Linked DNA regions of Neogale vison: region 2 is linked to region 1. A link is a contact called in public Hi-C data. All regions are on one chromosome and are shown on one strand. Each heading gives the region's core, a stretch centred on a gene start, on an enhancer-like site or on the middle of the called end of the contact. The rest is flanking DNA. Distances are from core to core; before and after follow the strand shown. Region 1 holds the start of INTS4 (integrator complex subunit 4). Region 2 holds the start of RSF1 (remodeling and spacing factor 1).

Region 1 (4,307 bases), core at 680-3,179:
TGCATGGGTGCGTCAGTCAGTTAAGCATCCAACTCTTTTAATTTCGGCCCAGGTCATCATTTCAGGGTGGTGAGATCAAGCCCTGCATTGGGCTCTATGCTGAGCGTGGGGCCTTGAGAAAAGAGTCTCTCTTCCCCCTTCCTCTGCCCTCCCTCACTCTTGAGCCAAAAAAAAAAAAAAGTTTAAAATGGTAATATATGTATTTTACCACAATTATGAAAAAGAAAAAAAAAAAGTGAGCTGGGGAAACAGGCCCAGAAAGTTCCAGAAAGCAAATCACGGAAGGAGCAGCTCTGTGAAATGTGAAAAATTTTCCTGAGCGGGCTCTGGTTAGCTCAGTTGGTGCAACAGGCAACTCTTGATTTCTGGGTTGTGAGCCTGAACCCCATGTTGGGTATAGAGATCATTTAAAAATTTAAAAACTTTAAAAAGAAAAACCTTCCTGAATGTTGACTCATTCCAAAAGTTCAAGAAAATGAATTTCACATAAAATGAAGCAACAAAAAAGTGCCAAGTTTAAATCTCAAAGTTATATTTAAGGGGGGGAAAAAAGCAATCTTCCCTACAGTCAGTGGAATATGCTACAAAAATGTGTCCACAAAACAGAAATGGTAAGTGATAAGATAAGTGAAAACTTGTCAATACAATAATCTCTCTGTATTATAATCACCGGTATGCTTTTCTGTCTCTCCCACTAGGCTGTGAGCTCCTAAAGAACAAGGACCCTAAAGTGTATTGGACTTTGTAGCTCAACACCTTTCACTATACCTAATACATAGTAACCACTCAACAAATTCTTGCTGAAGGGATGAATGAAATACTTAAGTTTCCTGCTGGATGGTCTAAATCCTGCTACACTAGAAGTCTGAGGACCTAGGGGTACTCTAGGGATCTAAGGATGCTTTTGACCTACTAGAATCAATTGGGGGCTTGTCAGAAATGCAAATTATTGCCTCCACCTCTCCCACCCCACTGAGTATAATCTACATTATACCAAGATCGCCAGGTGATTTGCATAAAAAGTCTAAGGAGCGACACAGGAGATAACTTGGGATCAACCTCTATTTTATAAAGCAACATCTATGAGGAGACACATGGAGAGTCACTGCTCTAACAGGGGCTCAGACCACCTGTCCTTAACTCCAAAGGAGGGAAATAACTGCTCTCCTTCCTACGTAAGCTGTTCCACAAATGGAAACTTCTGCCCCTATACAGCCTGGAACCCTCACCTGCTTTAGCTGGGTCTTGAGGATTTCTACAGACTCTACCTCCAGCCCCTTAGAGTTCTGCATACAACCAACTTGTCCCCGGGCGCTTTTGGGGGGGGGGGGAGGGACCAGGAGGTGGGAGGAGCTCCACCAGAATTTGACTCTGAATCCTCCAATCCCTCCAGAAGCTTTGGAGCCACATCTGTAGAACGAAGTGCTAACGTAACCAGAATAAACTGAGATAACGGATAAGACATCTTCATACATTGTAAAGAGCTTTCTATTCTAATAACTTTATTAAGTGTCAGACTGCACATACTAAAAATGACAACAGCAGCTGCAAACGAACACGCCCACTTAAGTGTAGTTTCGGAGAGCCTATCAAAGTAGTCGGCACTCAACCCAGGTTTGCGGCGCCTGTTTTGGCAAAGTGTCTGGAGCGTGGATAATCTTCCCCTCCCCGAACTAGTCCTAGGACCTTTCCTTCCATCAATTACCTGAACCACTTTAGTGAATTCCTCGTACACCCGCTTCTTTAGGTGCGCCGCCATGACTGCCCGCGTACCCTCTCAGCTTCCGTACTCGACGAGGGAGGCGGTGGGGGAGGAATCCGGAAAACTTGCCCGGGCCTGAGGAACTCGCCACTATCCCACAAGGCAGTGGAGTTCCGAGAAAGAGAGGCCGCTTCCTGCTGCTCCACTGCCCTTTCCGCGGTGCAGCAGAATTTGTCCTCCTACGCCTTGTGCGTCGGCGGAACGAAAATGAGGGCGCAGAGCGAGGGGGCGGGGCCTTTAGCAGGAGGTGACTGGACTGAAGAAGTAGATGAGCCAATGGCAGCCTTCGGGGGTTCGCTGGTGGACTCAGAGTGGTCGGGAGCCTGGTATCGGAGCTGAGCGAAGGGAGGGAGGACGTACAGGGCAAAGGTCAGAGGCGGGACCCAGAGCTAGAGGCAAAACCCGGAGCAGCGGGAGGCGTTTCAGAGGAGAGACGAGGGGGAGCGGGCCCGCGGACATTTTCGTTGTTTTTGGCTATTCCTGTTTGCTGCTTGTAGCTTTTTTGAGCTCTCTTTAAGGTTTAGCTGTGTGACACCCGTCTCCTGCCATGGGATTCTTTTTTTTGCTGTCTCATTCCAGTTTGAAATCCATTTATTTTTAAGGAATCCGCCCTCCCCCACCCGCACCCCCATAGCTACGGGAGAGAGGAAAGAGCCCTGAGGTCAAGGGTCAGGCACCCAAGTTTCAGACTTTGATTGGCACTTAATGAACAGAGAGCCTCCGCCAGCTGTCCTGACTGAGGTGTAGTGACAGTGGAAGGGAATGATGCAGAAACATTGGCAGAAGGAAGTGGATTAGTCGTGTTGGTGAAACCCGCGGTCGAGTTTTTACTTCCTGAAGCTTTAGCTGTTCATTGTTAAGGTCTTTCAGAAGCGCTGACGCGGGATACCGTGGCAGGTGCAGAACACCTCAACACCCAGAAAAACGGTCTTCACTCTAAAGCCTTACAGTGTAACTGGGAAGAGAGACGCCCAAACATAATCAGAGGTCAAGTGTCCTTGGATAACAGGAATGTGAGTCACAGAACTACTGACTTCCTCAGGATTAGGGGGTGGGCGTGCAGAATAATGACCCCAAAATGTGCCATTTTGGTGTGGGGAGTATTTATAGCTGAAGACAGTCGGGGCGCAACAGGCTCAGAAGAGCTGTTCACCTTCCGCGTAACTTCCTGAAAGAATTTAGAGGGCCTGTTGCCAGAGAACGCTAATACCAAAGGTAATGTTTTATCAACACCTCATCTACAGAGTCCGGCAAACGTTTGTTCACCAAACATTTGCTCTTATCTTTCTGTGAATTGTCTTTCTCCACTTTCGGAAGAGGCACACCTCTTCCTCTTTTCCCGAGCTCAGGGTGGCGTAGAAGCCTCAAGTGCCTGTCTTTGGGCCTCATGACTTCGGGGCTCTTGTACCTAAAGAAATGGTTTTGGGTTTGTTTGGTTTTTTTTTTCCCTCTTGTTCTGTCTTCTAATTATTAGACCAGCCAGAGAAACTAGAAGGGAAGAAAAGTTTTCCATCCCTGCAGGGCCTCATAGAAGTACTGAAGAAACGATTTTTGCTCTAGCTTTAAAAATAGTGATTTTGGGGTCGCCTGGGTGGCTCAAGTGGGTTAAAGCCTCTGCCTTCAACTCAGGTCATGATCTCACCGTCTTGGGATCGAGCCCCGCATTCGGCTCCCTTCTCACTGGGGAGCCTGCTTCCTCCTCTCTCTTTGCCTGCCTCTCTGCCTACTTGTGATCTGTCAAATAAATAAAGTCTTTTTTTTAAAAATAGAGATTTTTAAAAATATATATTTTGAGAGAGAGAGAGCTAGAGTTGGGGGGTGGGGGTACTGGAGGAGGGCCAGAGGAAGAGGGAGAGAATCCCAAGCACTCTCCATGCCCAGTGTGGAGCCAGACACCTGGCTTGATCTCAGAACTCTGAGATCATGACCTGAACAGAAATCAAGTCCCATGCTCAACAGACTGAGCCACCCCAGTGCCCCCAAAATAGTGAGTTTTCCAGAAAGAAAGAATGTCATCCCAGATCACAGAGACTACCACATGTACAAATGTGTCGGGTGAAATAAAAAGCACTTAGAAACTGTGCCTTTAGTAAATATTAGCAGCTACTATCATTACCATATTCTATCAAATCTAAGCTGCAATTGCGAAACAAACCATTATTTTATGTGACATATATAAAAATTAAGAAAACAGTTAAGAAATTAGGAGAATTGGGGCACCTGGGTGGCTCAGTGGGTTAAAGCCTCTGCCTTCCGCTCAGGTCATGATTCAGGGTTCTGGGATCGAGCCCCAAATCGGGCTCTCTGCTCAGTGGGGAGCCTACTTCTCCCCCTCTCTCTGTCTGCCTCTCTTCCTACTTGTGATCTCTCTCTCTATCAAATAAATGAAAAATCCTAAAAAATTTAAAAAAAAAGAAAACTCACTTTAAAAAAAAGAAATTAGGAGAATTGAGAAATTAAGAATTAAGAAAAAAAAACCCTAAAATTAAAACCAGTGGTTTCTTATTGCTTAGATTTGTTATGTATATTTACTGAAGGAGCTCTT
Region 2 (4,307 bases), core at 717-3,216, 160 kb before region 1:
CTGATCAACAAGGAGACTCTTTCTCCCTCTCCCTCTGCCATTCCCCCTTGCTTGTGGATTCTCACTCTCTCTAATTTAAACAACAACAACAAAAAAACACACACAAGAAAACACCCTACCCTATTATATGCCAGTTTTTTAAGGGTAGAGATTTGGGCTATTGATAAGAAGAGATATAGGCCTGTACCATAACTGCCTATGTTAACCTGAGTCTTTAGTAGCCACAACATTTACTCTATAAGCTATTATTTTTTAAAACTTCACACCTGGACCCTTCCTAGAAATGTAAATACATTCGGTTAACAAACTTTTTCAATTCCATTGAGAACTGAAGAGCAACCTTGTTTTCTTAGAACGGAAACAGCTATCTGTCCTATACAATACCCAGTCCACTTTAGCAACCTAATACGGGCCAAAAACAAAACAAAACAAAACATCTATTTGGAAAACGTCTCTTCTCCAGCCAAGAGCTGTTCCCATATAAAGGCAATGCTCAGAACACGGGGGAGGGAGAAAAAAAAAAAAAAAGAAACAAAACAAAACAAAAAAAACCTCCTCTGAAGGAAGAAATATGCCAGGACAACGAGAGACATGGATCGGGAATAAATAAGGCGTGAGTGTACGCGATCAGTGTAAAGGCTGGAGGCAGCAGGCACAGCGCTGAGATGCTCCAGCGAAAGAACCAGCAGCAGCAGCAGCAGCAGCAGGAAGTTTCAATGGGGCCGGGCAGAGCATGCGCCCTGCACCCGCGCGGTGGCCTTATGTGGAAGGAGCACCACTTGCGAACACCAATAATAGACCAGCAGCACCAGAGAGAGAAACATGAGCAACAAGCACCTTCTTCAACTGTTTCCCCCTCCGTCTGAGCCCCTCCTCCAGCCTACATACTAACCACCCCACCCCACCCTGCAAATGGGAGGGCGACTTCTTCCCCTAAGCCCTGCTGCCAAGATGAAGGGGGAAGGGATTAGGAAAGTGGGGAGATGCTTTTCTATTATTTGGGGGGAGGTGGGGAGAGGGAGGAGGAAAACTATGGGGGAGGAAAAATTAACCCACTACCCTCCAAACTGGAGAAGCTGAACCGACTTCGACCCCCAAAGCGAGAATGGAGGAGGACCCCCCTCCCATGGGGGAGGAGCAAACCTCCCTACTCTGAGGAAGGAGTTTTGGGGGTTAAACCAGCCCTCGAGGGGAAGGGAAGAGAGACGAGAGCGACTCTCTCGGGGGAGTTCCCACTAGAGGGAGGGAGAGCTGAAGTGTCCGCTGGCCCCCGCCCACCCAGGTGGAGGGAGAGAAAGGGGCGCCCCGAGAAGATGAGCCCAGCCTCCCCCGAGATGGTGGGGAGGATGGTGGGAGGAGGGGAAGGAGCAAGGGAGGGGAGGAGGAGAAAAGCGCAAAGCTGGCCGGAACCTGCGCTCCCCTTCCCCCGCCACCCAGGGGGAGAAGGGGTGGAGGACCGGCCACCGCCGCCGGAGAACAGTCCCAGGGGCCGCAGACCAGCACAATGACCACTCCACGCCCCCAGCCCACACCTAGCCTGCGACGCCCCCACCTCCGCTCCGCGCCAGGCCCAGTGGCCCTAGGGGGTCTGTGCCCCGCCTCCCCACTGCCCAAGACCCTGGGGGCTGGGCGGAGAAGCCGGGCCGGGCGGAGCTGCGCCCCAGGGGGAGGACAGAGCCGCTAAGGCCCGGGAGGTCCGTGGAGAGAGGAGAGAAGGAGCGTGCCAGGGCCGCTTCCCGCCGGGCGTTCGGGCCCCTTGCTTACCTTCTCCACTGCCGACGTCCGGCGGCGGCGCCTGCAGCACTCGCTCTAGCTCGGGAAACGGCAACTCAGGCAGGTCGAGCAGCGGCCCGTAGCGCTCCAGGAAAGAGCAGACAACGGCGAAGTTGGGGCACGAACCCGGGCAGCCCGGAGGAGCCATCGCGGCCGCCGCTGCTGCCGCCGCCGCCATTTTGAACTGGAGGATGGAGGAGGAGGCGAGGGGGGGTGGAGGGAGTTGGGCTCCGAGGAATGGTAGGGTAGCCTTACGGACAACAGGAGGCGCTAGTGAGCGGGCTCCCCTGTGGTTCCGAGCGTCTCCGGCAAGGCGCCGCGATCCCACAATACAACGGCTGCTCGGAGCAGTAGAGAACCGAGTCAGACGGGGGAAAGAGAGGCGCTCTATGCCTTTCACTTTCCGCCCTCTTTCCGCACCCCCTGTCCCTCCCTCTACTTCGCCCCTCCCACTTTGGGTTTGCCACTGCCTCGTGTGACAGGGGGAATGAAAACAAGGGAAGCGGGGCAGGGAGGAGGACTGGAAGCTGAAGAGGCGGGACTTTTTCGAGTGGTGGCCAATAGGTTTGGAGGGGGCGGGGCTTCAGACTGGCTGAAAGGCGCTTTCAGGGCGGGGCGAGTGGAGGGAGGGCCTAGCTAGAGGGCCCGAGCTAACCAAGGTGAGAGGTAAATCGCGGAGCCGCTTGGGATATCAACTCTCCTGAAGAGAGGACGTTGGGTAAGTTTTGGGGGAGCTCCGGGAACTGAAACCCGGCCACCAGGTGGTGGGGGAAGTTGGGGAGCGTGAATTAGAAGCAGAAAAAGGGAAGAATAGGGGGAAAAAAGCATGATTCTGGGAGACGTTTGGAAAGGGAAAGGTAGAGAAGTCCCCTTACTTAGGGGTTGGGATGGGACCTTTGTAGGGAGAAGTGCCTCCGAAGCTTTGTGAGGGGTATTGCTGTCTTCTGGGTACAAGAATCTCAGCTGTGCTGGAAAACAGAGTCTGAGGACTCTGGGGAGCGAGAGCCCGACTTTGCTAGTATCACCTGTCTGAGGAGTTGGGGACCTGGTAGAAGATCTTGGTCTGAAGGGACCAACTCTTCAGGCAGACCAAGGTATGAGGGTACAGGCTCCTGCTGTGGTTGCCAAGGTGGGAGGGGAAGGGACTCTTGAGGCACGAGGATCTCATGGGACGAGACTTTTTAGGGGGACCAGGGTCAGAGGGTGGGCTAGGACTCCACTAAAAGGAATGACAGGATAAGCGACTTGGTGAAAGAGTAAACAATTGTTAGAAGACAGGGTTCGACTTCGTTGGGGCCAGAAGTGAGCACCACAAAGAATCTCAGAAAACCATCAGTCATGCAAAGTAGAATGTGCAACTTGGGATTCGAGGTGCACTATGGTTAGAAGTCTGAGCTTTGGAAGTAAGCCGTAGGTGGGTCCTAACAAAACTGCTTCAGGGGGTGACTGGGTGGCTCAGTGGGTTAAAGCCTCTGACTTCAGCTCAGGTCATGATCCCACGGTCCTGGGATCCAGCCCCACATCGGGCTCTCTGCTCAGCGGGGACCTGCTTCCTCCTCTCTCTGCCTGCCTCTCTGCCTACTTGTGACCTCTCTCTGTCAAATAAATAAAATCTTTAAAAAAAAAAAAAAGTGCTTCATGCCATTGCAGAAGATTCTTCATTTCTTGGAAACTCTGTGAAGTGGGGGTGATACCAGTACTTACATCATAGAGTTTTACTAGCTATTCCAGGTAATTGATTAGCACAATGCCCAGGCACATTCACTGCAACTATTTTAAAAACGTTAGTTGCTATTACTGAATAAAAGAATTTCTGAAATTTAGATTGAATTCGCCTATGATTTATATAATCTATTACTTTGAACCAGAATTTTCTCTTTTTTTTTTAAAGATTTTATTTATTTATTTGACTGATAGAGATTACAAGTAGGGGGGGGGAGCAGGCTCCCCACCGAGCAGAGAGCCCGATGTGGCCCTATCCCAGGACCCTGAGATCATGACCCCAGCCCTAGCCAGAGGCTTTAACCCACTGAGCCACCCAGGTGCCCCTGAGCCAGAATTTTCATTGTGCATTTTAAACTTACATAGTACTGGGGAGCCTAGGTGGTTCAGCCAGTTAAGCATCCCACTCTTGATATCAGCTCAAGTCTTGATCTCAGCGTCCAGAGTTCAAGCCTATCCTTGGGCCCCATGCTGGGCTTGAAAACTACTAAAAAAAAAAAAAAAAAAATGTTAAGGGGCTCCTGGGCGGCTCAGTTAAGCGCCTGCCTTCAGCTCAGGTCAAGATCTTGGGGTCCTGGAATGGAGCTGGCTCCTGGTGCTTCTCCCTCTGCTCCTCCCCCTACTTGTGCTCTCTTTCTCTCTCCCTCTCTCTCTCTCTGTCAAATAAATAAATTAAATCTTAAAAAAAAAAAATTAGGGGCGCCTGGGTGGCTCAGTGGGTTAAGCCGCTGCCTGCAGCTCAGGTCATGATCTCAGGGTCCTGGGATCGAGTCCCGCATCGGACTCTCTGCTCAGCAGGGAGCCTGCTTCCC

Evidence for each region. A called contact is a pair of places that touch in the nucleus more often than the background predicts.
Region 2: a Hi-C map of fibroblasts shows a contact between it and region 1, with 5 times the contacts expected there. The contact joins the promoter of RSF1 here to the promoter of INTS4 in region 1. A contact is called at or near these places in 2 of 3 Hi-C or Micro-C datasets (fibroblasts and muscle).

Annotation. Positions count from the first base shown.
Region 1 is chr7:145,739,060-145,743,366 of ASM_NN_V1, reverse strand. It overlaps INTS4 (integrator complex subunit 4), which reads right to left and starts at 1,929. Exons shown (of 23, transcript XM_044258455.1): 1 at 1,706-1,929. The coding sequence starts at 1,759. LOC122912549 (a long non-coding RNA gene) reads left to right here and starts at 2,185. Exons shown (of 2, transcript XR_006385655.1): 1 at 2,185-2,977.
Region 2 is chr7:145,902,375-145,906,681 of ASM_NN_V1, reverse strand. RSF1 (remodeling and spacing factor 1) reads right to left here and starts at 1,966. Exons shown (of 16, transcript XM_044258458.1): 1 at 1,765-1,966. The coding sequence starts at 1,951. It overlaps AAMDC (mth938 domain-containing protein), which reads left to right and starts at 2,386. Exons shown (of 4, transcript XM_044258456.1): 1 at 2,386-2,491.